2 separate regions of the Macaca mulatta genome follow, and region 1 is linked to region 2. The links are chromatin contacts, called in public Hi-C maps. All regions are on one chromosome and are shown on one strand. The core of a region is the stretch at or near the end of the contact, and the rest is flanking DNA. Distances in the headings are between cores, read along the strand shown.

What was found. A called contact is a pair of places that touch in the nucleus more often than the background predicts.
Region 1: a contact with region 2 is called in a Hi-C map of fetal cortex germinal zone, with 6 times the contacts expected there. The contact joins the promoter of TAOK3 here to the enhancer-like site in region 2. A contact is called at or near these places in 2 of 14 Hi-C or Micro-C datasets (fetal cortex germinal zone and fetal cortical plate).

The regions. Positions count from the first base shown.
Region 1 is chr11:125,660,701-125,666,488 of T2T-MMU8v2.0, forward strand. It overlaps TAOK3 (TAO kinase 3), which reads right to left and starts at 2,962. Exons shown (of 20, transcript XM_077955353.1): 1 at 2,706-2,962.
Region 2 is chr11:125,141,706-125,146,632 of T2T-MMU8v2.0, forward strand. The region is part of intron 1 of KSR2 (kinase suppressor of ras 2); the gene reads right to left. Among named protein-coding and RNA genes, the nearest start is that of KSR2, 95 kb to the right of the region's middle. Within about 2 kb of position 3,531, at least 13 of the 40 cell types and tissues checked have an H3K27ac peak or open chromatin away from gene starts, as enhancers often do. A contact at or near this core is called in fetal cortex germinal zone and fetal cortical plate, where this site is marked.

The sequences.
Region 1 (5,788 bases), core at 1,712-4,211, 520 kb after region 2:
CTGGGTTCAAGAGATTCCTCTGCCTCAGCCTCCCAAGTAGCTGGGACTACAGGCACACACCACCATGGCCGTCTAATTTTTTGTATTTTAGTAGAGATGGGGTTTCACCATGTTGGCCAAGATGGTCTCCATCTCCTTACCTTGTGATCCACCTGCCTCGTCCTCCCAAAGTGCTGGGATTTGTAATCACAGGTGTCAGCCACTGTGCCTCGCCACGTTAGTGGAATTTTCATAACCACATCAAGCTCCACAATCTCTGAAGCCATATAAGAACTGCTCTGTATCAGATAATGTCAAATAAAATCCCTAAACACTGCATCTCCTCTACTTATTATCACCCTGATAAAAATAACTTCAGTAATTTTTATCTTGGATTTACATAGTAGTTATATGTAAGGCATCTACATTATATCTTCAGAAAATAATACAACATTCCTTTATTCCTCTTAGTTGAAACTGCCCATATGGAACACTGGCAAAAGACTTCTAATAAAACATATTCTAAACCTGAAACAAAGGCAATATCTAAATAACCGACATTATATAATAATTACATTCCTCACTATTTTCCTGAAACCATCATTTTCCATGTCTGCTTCTATAAAAAAGAACCCAGTCCAAGAGAAGAGGTGAGGAGATACAACCTATAAACACTGAAAAGGAGGTTTTAAAAATTCAAATACAAAACTGCTGGGTACAACCATAACAAAGCATGTGCATTTGAGTTTGAAAAGTAGGTAGGGCAGTATTAACATATCCTAAGTACTGTGAACGACTAGCCTGATCATTAGTTTAATTTTCACATCCCTCAGAGTAGGAGGCTGTCCCTCACCTCCCACCCCCTATTGCTTTCCACTATTTGTTTCAGCCTTTTAATAGACACACACTTGCCTCCCACCAGGACACACGGTGTCTGGTTTAAATAGGTTTATCTCTCTCCTTAGCTTGTCCTGGAATTAGGCCTAAAGCTCAATCCTGGCAGCTTTTAGGATAAGAAATCTAATTGGAAAGAACCCTTAGTTATGTGACTCCAAAACCTCTTTTGAAAATTTAGTTTGACCTTCCAACTATCTCCAACAGATCAAAGCTAAACAGTCCGGATTCCAAAACTAGTATAGTTCCTTTAAATCTGCATTGTAAATAAACATTGATACTGATATGCTGCCAAATCTGAAAAAGTTTCTTAGCTCCTTGAGCTAAAATGAAAAACCAGTAGTCCAGGAAAACACAGTGGTCTATCAAAGAAACATTCTCATTCATCTAAAACACGGGTCTCCAAAAGGATCCCTGTCCCTTTCAACTTCTTGCGGTGGGGAAAGTGGGGGAGGTTTGAAGAAGCCCCTTCCAACTTTTCACCTGACCTTTTCATTAAGATCAGGAAGCCCCTCGCTTTCAAGGCATCACATCAAACTCTAAGGAACGAATGCGAAGCCAGCGGGTCAGTGAGAAGAGGTAAGGCGGCGCAGGTCTCTTGATCATTCCAAGATCTTTGTCCTGCGGCCAGCCCCACCAGCCCCTCCAGCTCCTCCAGCCCGTGCATTCCACTTCGCAGATGTTTCCCTTACATAATCTGGCTCCAGAGTCCCCCCGGAGTCCAGGGGGCTCACTCTTCACCCTCAGGGAGGTCGCTGATGCCAGACCCTGGGAGCACCTCCCCGCTCCACTCGTCTGCGCTGCCGCCGGCTCCTACTCGCTCGACGCCGCGACCGCGACCCAGGCTCCCCGCCGCGGCCGTTCCTGGGGGGCTCCCGCAACTTAGCGAGCGCGACCCCCCGCCCGCTCCCTCGCTGCTCACGCCGGGCCCCCGCTGTGCTGACTGGGGGCCCGACCCACAGCCCTGGCTCACCGCTCCTCCCTCGGGGTCCGCGCCTGCAACCGACGCTCAAAGCCCCTCTCGGGGTCCCACGCTCGCATGCGCTGTCCCGTGCCCTCTGGGGGTCCCCTCCTCTTACCCCGCCGTCCTGGCCCCTCTCGGGGTCTCCCTGCTCACACCCGCTGTCCCTGCCTCTCTCGGGGTGTCCTGCTCTCAGCTCCGCTGTCCCAGCCCAGCCCCTCTCCGGGACCCCTCCTCTTCTCCCGCTGTCCTGGCCTTTCCTGGGGTCTTCTCACACTCTGTTCTAAGCCTTCTTGGGGGGGTCCCCTGTCTTCACATCCCCTGATCGGTCCCCTCTCTTCACTCTGTCCCGGCTCCTCTCTGGGTCCCCTCCCCTCAACTCAGGGTCTCCTCTCCCCGAGTGCTGTCCCAGCCCCTCTCGGGGTCCCCATCTCTCAGACTCTCAGTGCCGGCTCCTCTCGAGGACCCTTCCCCTCTCCCGGTTGTCCCGGACCCTTTCCGGGACCTGGTCCCTCGGGGGACCCCTCCCCTCATTCCCCTATCCTAGTGCCTCACCCCGCTACCCCAGCCCCTCTCCGGGTCCCCTCCTCTCACGCGCACTGTTCCGGCCCCTCTTGGGGACCTCTCCCCTCAGACTTTCAGTCTTGGATCCTCTCGGAGTCCTCGCCACTCAGAGCCACTGCCTCGGTACCTCTCGGAGTCCTCTCTCCTCACTCGCAGTCCCGGTCCCTCCCGGGGTCTCCTCTCCACAGTCTGCACTGTCGAGCCCGCTCCCGAACTCCCCTCACTCGAGTCCCCCGCGCCCTCACTCCGCCTGGGGTCCCGCCGCCTCGGCTCCCACTGTCACCGCCCGGCGCCCCGGTGCTCTCACCTCAGACCTGCTGTCACCACCCCCGGGCCCGGCGCCGCCGCCGCCGCTTCCTCTCCCACACTTGTTCCTGAGTCGCTCTCCTGTGGCTTGTTCCTCGGCGGATCCTTGGGTCCGGTCGCCGAGTGCCGGATCAGGCTGTGCAGAGCCTCTGCTCGCGATCTCCGCGTTGCGCCCCACTCTACACGCAGGACCCCGCCGCCCGGCGCCACACGGACCCTCCCGCGGCCGCCGCTGCTGCTGTCCGAGGTGCGGCTCCTGCCAGGGGTGGCCAATCGCACCCGACTGCGCCGAGCACGCCCCGCCCCACCGTCTTAGTCCGCCCGCCCCCTACCCCCGGACCACGCCCCCAGTGGGCTCCAATAGGCAATCTACTGACCTTCCCTGATCGCGGGGCACAGGGCCGGGGCCGTATATAGGTATTTGATTGATAGAGCCTGGGAAGCCGAGAGGTCGATGGAGCCCGAGGATTGGCGGAGTTGTCGGTGGGCGGGACAGGGCAGGGCGGGGTCTCCTCAGACGCGGAAGACCTTGCAACTTTAGTAACCCACGGGCCCGCCTGGGGTGCGGTCAGTCTTGTTTGTGCTGCTCTCGGGTCAAAGTTCATGGCGCTTCTCCCCACGCCTTTACTTTTCTTGGGAGATTCCCAGGGACCACCATGTTAAAGCCTTTGGGGAGGACCCCAGTCCCTCGCTAGACCTTGCACAGCTTTCTTAGTAATTCTGCCATGAACTAATATAGCATTTATTTGCCCAGGATTTGTAAAAATTTCCTGGATTTAAACCATTTCTTTTTAAAATCTCTTGCAAGGGAATTGCTTCTCCTTGCATTGAGTTCAGCAGCCGTCAGTTTGGTACCGTTGGGGGAAAAAAAATCTCTACACAGTACTTGGTGCATACTTTGCCCAACTAAGCGTTCAATGCAGGGCACATTTTGATGGGTGCAAGAACAAAGCTTTAGAAATTTTCAGTTTGTAGGTTTTTATGACAGTAGAAAGACTGGTAGGGGAACCCTATTATTAGCTTAACAAGGTTTCAGCAAACTTATTCAGTGTAACCTTTTTCCAGGGCCACAGGTTTTAATGATTTTATGTGAACGAGGGGCCAAAGGATAACGAGCTTTGACCCAAGTGTAATATGTGATAATCAGAGAGTCCTCTTGATCCACGCTAAAGGATAGTGCCTGCCAGGGGTGAAAGTGCATCATGCTACTAAGACCCATTTGTGTTATTTTTGTGAAACTGGATATGCTGATCAAATCAACACCGGAAACAGAAAACTGCTTTCCTTACTCTTAATACCCTAAGTAAGTTTATGGACTTTAGAATTTAGCATTTGATGAAGAAATTGTTTCGTTTCAGGAACACATTTTGATCCTCAGTTTTGTCAGATGTACACAGGGCCTTAGTTCTCAGAGAACCCTCGATTGTTAACTTTTTAACTCCAGCTGACAAAATGTGTTTGTGTTCTAAACAGTATACATGTTTCTTCTAGTGTTTAAGAATCATACTCCATTCATCACCTGAGGTCAAGAGTTCCAGACCAGCCTGGCCAACATGGTGAAATCCCGTCTCTACTAAAATTACAAAAATTAGTGGGGCGTGGTGGTACACGCCTGTAATCCCAGCTACTCGAAAGGCTGAGGCAGGAGAATCGCTTGAACCCAGGAGGTGGAGGTTGCAGTGAGTCGAGATCATGCCACTTCACTCCAGCCTGGGCAAAAGAGCAAAACTCCGTTTCAAAAAAAAAAAAAAAAAATCATACTCCATTCCAATTGTGATGTCCCCTTTTAAAGTTTCAGTTTCAGTGTTAGGGTAGGCAGAGAAGGCCTGGAAGCAAAGAAGTTGTGGAAATGGGGCTGGCAGCACTTCACTTCAAGTCAAGTCGAGTTGCTGAGCGGTGTCTGAGTACCATTGTGAGAAGGCATACAGAAAAAGATTTCAAGGTGGTAAAACTTGGTTTTGAGGAAACTTGGTTTTTACAGGAGATTAGCGACTGTCCAAAATCATATTAAATAAATCTAAAGGTTGGGTAAGACTAAAGCCACAACATAATTTTTTTGAGTAGGTCCACCTTCACTTACGAGCATTTTTTAGTTCTGCAGCTGGCAATCTGGGTAGAAAAAATGGGGTAAGTTTTCATCACCCAAGTGCTCAGTTGTGTCTGTTCATTACATATAAAAAAGAAATGCATGACCATTTACAGATGCTGTTTGCAGTCAAGATAGCAGTAAAACATAAGCATGATAAAAATCTCAGCGTCTTGAAAGGAAACCATTTAGCAACGAAATAAACTTAAAAATTCATTGTATCAATGAACTGTTGATTTCTAAAATCTTTGCTTTTTCTGCACTATGATTATTGCTACTGATAGGAACGCAAGTTACTCAATATAGTTGATTGCAAATAATTTAGATGTGCTCCAACAGCACAAAAAAAGAAAATGACTTCATCTTTTGGACACGAGACAGTTCCGAAATCCTAGTTTAAATATAGATGGCAGACCTGGTGAGATCTGAGAATGATTCTTATTTAGAAGGCGCTTCAGAAGATCTCGGAACTCCTGGAAAGACATCTTAGCATTCCATTCTGGAAATTCTTTAGTTTTGTTGGGACAAAAAATCCCTTACAAATAGAGCCAAGATTTTAATTAAAACAAGGTAGTAAATAAATGTCAAAATAAATGGGATGGGAATAATGTTTCATTTTTTAGAAGAGTCCATGGGGGCCAATTCAGAGAGAAATTTGATCACAAAAGGTCTGAGAATGGGAATATTCGGTTCCACCCTGGTTTTCACATGTGTTTTCACTACTGGTTGCGTTTCCTACGGAGACTCGGGTGGAACATGAAAGTGGGGCTACTTTGGACAAACCATTAAAAACCTTATCCTTTTTTCTCGCTACACACAACTAGACCACACTGCTCTTAGCTAAAGGGACACCTTAAATCTATTCTTTGAGCAAAACTTGTAACACCGTGTCCCTCTTTTACTCAGAGGGAATCCCACAAATTAATTCTTGCAGATACTCAGCTCTCCTGGTTTTTAAGCTTCCACGTAGGTCTTGCTTAGCCAAATAACTTCTGGTA
Region 2 (4,927 bases), core at 2,281-4,780:
ATGGTTCCAAAGATCAGGCAAGTATGAGAAACATCCCTCTACTGTCTGAACAACTGCATAATGAAAGTAGCTTCTCAGTCAAGCTGAAGGATCTGGGTCCTTGGGCAATAAACACAGGGCAGAAACCCCATTCAAGAAGCCAGGGTTCAGCACCCTCCACAATCAGTCCCCTCTACAAGGGCTGTGGGCTCATTTGTACAACAGGCTCATTTTCCAAACAGCTTCCAGAGCAGTCAGCACCTGTCCAGGGCTGAAGGGGCTCCCAGTGGGCAGGAAGGACAGATGTGCAAATGCAAATCACAAGGCCACATGGCAGGAACCAGAGCAGAAGGGCAGCCAGGGTTCAGTGCGGGCATGGAGGATGCCAAGTCAAGAGAGATGCCTTTTAAAAAGCCATGTTCCCGCTGGATGCAGTGGCTCACGCCTGTAATTCCATCAATTTGGGAGGCCAAGGCAAGCAGATCACCTGAGGTCTGGAGTTTGAGACCAGCCTGGCCCATGTGGTGAAACCCCATCTCTACTAAAAATACAAAAATTAGCAGGGCGTGGTGGCGCATGCCTGTACCCCAGCTACTCCAGAGGCTGAGACAGGAGAATCGCTTGAACCTGGGAGGCAGAGGTTGCAGTGAGCCGAGACTGTGCCACTGCACTCCAGCTTGGGCACCAGAGCGAGATTCTGTCTCAAAAGAAAAAAAGAAAAAAAAAAAAAAGCCATGTTCCATAACATAGGATAACAATAATGGGAGCTCCACATTTATTCTAAGAGAAGTGAGGCCTCATTCATTCATTTAAAGATGTTCATGGTGCTTTTTTTTTTTTTTGAGACAGAGTCTCACTGTTGCCCAGGCTAGAGTGCAGTAGCATGACCTCGGCTCACTGCAACCTCCGCCTCCTGGGTTCAAGCAATTTTCGTGTCTCAGCTTCTCCAGCAGCTAGGATTTCAGATGCATGCCACCACGCCCAGCTAATTTTTGTATTTTTAGTAGAGATGGGGTTTCACTATGTTGGCCAGACTGGTCTGGTACTCCTGACCTCAAATGATCCACCTGCCTTGGCCTCCCAAGGTGCTGGGATTACAGGCATGAGCCACGGCGCCTGGCTGAGGTGCTTTCAAAATACAGACAGCAAGGGATACAAAAATCACCTACACACTACCCCTGCCTTTAAGGTGGGCTATTTCAGGCAGGACTTGAAGACAGGTGCCTTTTCTATACCTTTGGATAAGTACAGAAATCAAGAGAGAGCCTTTAGATACTTTTATAGCTATCTGATGGAGTCATCTTATGTCTGTTCAATCTAATTTTTTCAAAGTGAGCACTGGATGTTGTTTGGGGTTTTCTCCATTTCATTTCCCTCATAAATCCTCTTTATTCTATTTCAGAAAAGTATTGGCTGCAAAATGTCAGAAAAGATAAAGCTGATTCTTCACCACAGAAGGTGGGAAAGGCACTGACTCTTCTACTTGGTGAATTTCCATGTATTCATCTTAATCTACCAACATCTCTAAATAAATTATTTTCCAGAATGGTTCATGTATCATGACAATCCTGAGTGAGTAGATTTTTTTTTTCAACTTGTTTTGAGACAGGGTCTCTCTCTGTTGTCCAGGCTGGAGTGCAGTGGCACAGTCGTAGCTCACTGCAGCATCAACCTCCTGAACTCAGGCAATCCTCCCACCTCAGCTTCCCAAGCACCTAGGACTACAAGCGTGTGTCACCATGCCCAGCTAATTTTTTCATTTTTTGTAGAGGTGGGGTCTTGCTATGTTGCCCAGGCTGGCCTCAAACTCCTGACCTCAAGCAATCCTCCTGCCTTGGTCTCCTAAAGTGCTAGAATTACAGGCATGAGCCACTGTACCTGGCCCGATTGTGAATATCATTCTATAGATGGGGAAACCAGGCCTTGGAATTGCTGGAATCGTGCCCGTGATCACAGAGATAAAGCAGTATCAGGGTCGTGATTTGAACTCAGGACCTCTAGTTCCCAGTGCCGTGCCCTCTTCACAATTCTCTGCTGAAACAGAGCATCAACGGTTGAGAAGCACAATTAGAAAAGGGCCTTTGTATGGCTTCACCCTGCCAGGCGGCCTAATTGATTTTTAGGTCGACCTCAATTCAAGTCCATGCAGAGCCGAACTGAAGAAAAAAAACAAAGGTTCCATCTTCAAATAAAGAAACACAGGACTCTTGGAAATAGCACACCCAAGCCAAGCCCACCGTCTGACTCTGCACTGCCCAGGTGTAGGCTAAGGTTCCCTGGGCCTGGGGTTAGAGGGATCACAGGTTGCGGAAATCCGACAGAGCTGGAGCCCGAAGGTGTAATTTTCCATCTCCACACCAGGGGGCAGCCTGGCACCTTCCACGACAGATGGAAAATTTTTCAGGCCTTGGCCCATCGGAGCGTCCGCAGCGCCTTATTACTGTACTCTGTATTAGCATGGCGGTAAATTTAGCAGCATAAACACACACACACACACACATACACACACACACACAAAATCAAAAAGTCAAGCCATGTGACAGAGCTAAAAATAATCGTGTCTGAAATCCCTAATGTGAAACGGGGAACTTTTCACTCCAAATCTAAACCCAGATCAAACCTGGAGACCTCCGGGAACGTACTGGCCGTTGGGTTTGACAGAGCCCCAGATCCTCACCCTTTAGGTGCTATTTTTTTTACATATATATAAAACAAAAGCGGAGTCCATGAAAGCTGGGAGGGAATGCAGGACACCGTGGGGGCCTTCTACGGACCGGGCCCTTGCAAGAACCATCCCTGGTGTAGACCTCGCAGCAGCGCCAAGGGAAGGGGCTTAGCTCTCAGCCCATTTTACACACGAGAAAACTGCGGCTCAGGAATGGGACAGGGCTGGCCTTATGGTCACACACATAAAGAGGCAGGCTCCAGAGCCCTCTGTGTCCCTCAGGACTGCCCATCAGCACCCCATAATCGCTACCTTCTCCCTAAAGGTACAGATGAGCAGCAAAGAGTTCCAGCCTTTGAACTTGCTTGTCCCACCGTCCGGAGCTCTTCTGTCAGCTTTAGGCATAAACGACCCTTTCCGTTTCTTCAGGTGTCACCTCTGCCCGAGCCCCCCTCAATGCCACCGTCACGCCGCCCTGCTTTCTTTCCTTGGTGGCACTTCGCTATCTCACAAATCATCCTGTTTATTGGTTTCCATGGTTACGCACCCCCCCCCACCACCACCACCACCACACACCCATCATGTCAGCTCAAGAGAGCACGGGCTTTGCCTGTCTTTTCCCCAGCGTTCAGATCTGTGCCTGGCATACAGTCGGTGCTCAATACATTTTCCTTGGTCTTTCAATAAACCAACATCCTTGGTGGTTAAACACCAGGCCACTAAAAATGAATCCCAAGTCCTTTTCAAGCGGGCACAGAGCACCTGCAGGACCGGGTCCCTGGTTGTGTTATTAAGGTTCTCGGGTGATCAGACCCCATGCGGGTAATGAAATCGCGGCAGCCACAGCCGGCAGCCCCGACGCCTTCCCGCCGTTGCCAGGGCGACCATTGTCATAACATCCCTGGCGCTTAGCGGCCCAGCTGACGAGGGAGAGAATTATTTGACTGGAGAACGTCTCAAGTAACCGGCCAATTTGCATCCACAGGAAAATCCCCTGCTGAGGGAGGGCTGGAGGCCTGGGAGAGGCGCCCTTCCTTCTCTCCCCAGCTCTGGATCCCAGTGAGAACCAGATCCCTAGGCCAGGCAGAGGAACCCAACAGTCTGGGGCAGTCCCCTGTGAATGCTGGAACACAGGCAGCTGCCTCTGCAGGAAGGAAGAGCCCCCTGTCCGCTGCCTCACTATTGCTGATGGTTTTTCCTTTTCTCTATGTTATTACTGCTAGTGAATATTACAAACAATAGAAAAAAAGGGTTAATATATTTAATGAGCACTTACTAGACAGCAGGTCCAGTAGTAATAACTTCCTTACACGATACTTATAATTTTAACATTTACACAATAATACATTATGTCAATATTTATACTCTACATGTATATTGTCTGATGTCATCATAGGTGTAGGCATACATCCCCCACACATGATAATTCATATGTAATACATAATATAATTTGAAATATAACAATATTTATATTATGCAACATATACAGGTTGAGTATCCCTTATCCGAAACACTTGGGAGCAGACATGTTTCAGATTTTAGATTTTTTTCAGGTTTTGAAATCTTTGCATTATACATCATGAGATATCTTGGGGATGGTACCCAAATTTAAACACAAAATTCAATTATGTTTCATATATACCTTATACACATAGCCTGGAAGTAATTTTGTACAATATTTTTAATGTGTTGCATTACAGAGTTAGTGTTAAGATTTATGTGTGGAATTTTCCACTTGTGATGTCATGCCAGTGCTCAAAAGTTTCCGATTATTGGGAGGCCAAGACAGGTGGATCACTTGAGGTCAGGAGTTCAAGACCAGCCTGGTCAACATGGTGAAACCCCGTCTCTACTAAAAATACAAAAATTAGCGGAGCATGGTGGTGGGTGCCTGTAATCCCAGCTACTTGGGACACTGAGGCAGGAGAATGGCTTGAGCTCGGGAGGGGGAGGTTGGAGTGAGCCAAGATCATACCACTGTACTCCAGCCTGGGCGACAGAGCAAGACTCCATCTCAAAAAAAAGTTTCCAATTACAGAACATTTTAGATTTTAAATTTTGGATTAGGGATGCTCAACCTGTATTATATATTTATAATAATAAAACTGACATTTGTTGATTGTTTTTATATGCTAGCCCTGTGCCTACTGCTTTGTGTTAATAATGCTGTTACTGATGAATTATTATACAATATATTCATAATCACAAACATAGCTAAGTCTTATTGAGCACTTACTATGTGCTAAGTGCTTTATGAATATTATCTGTCATACGCACCCTAAG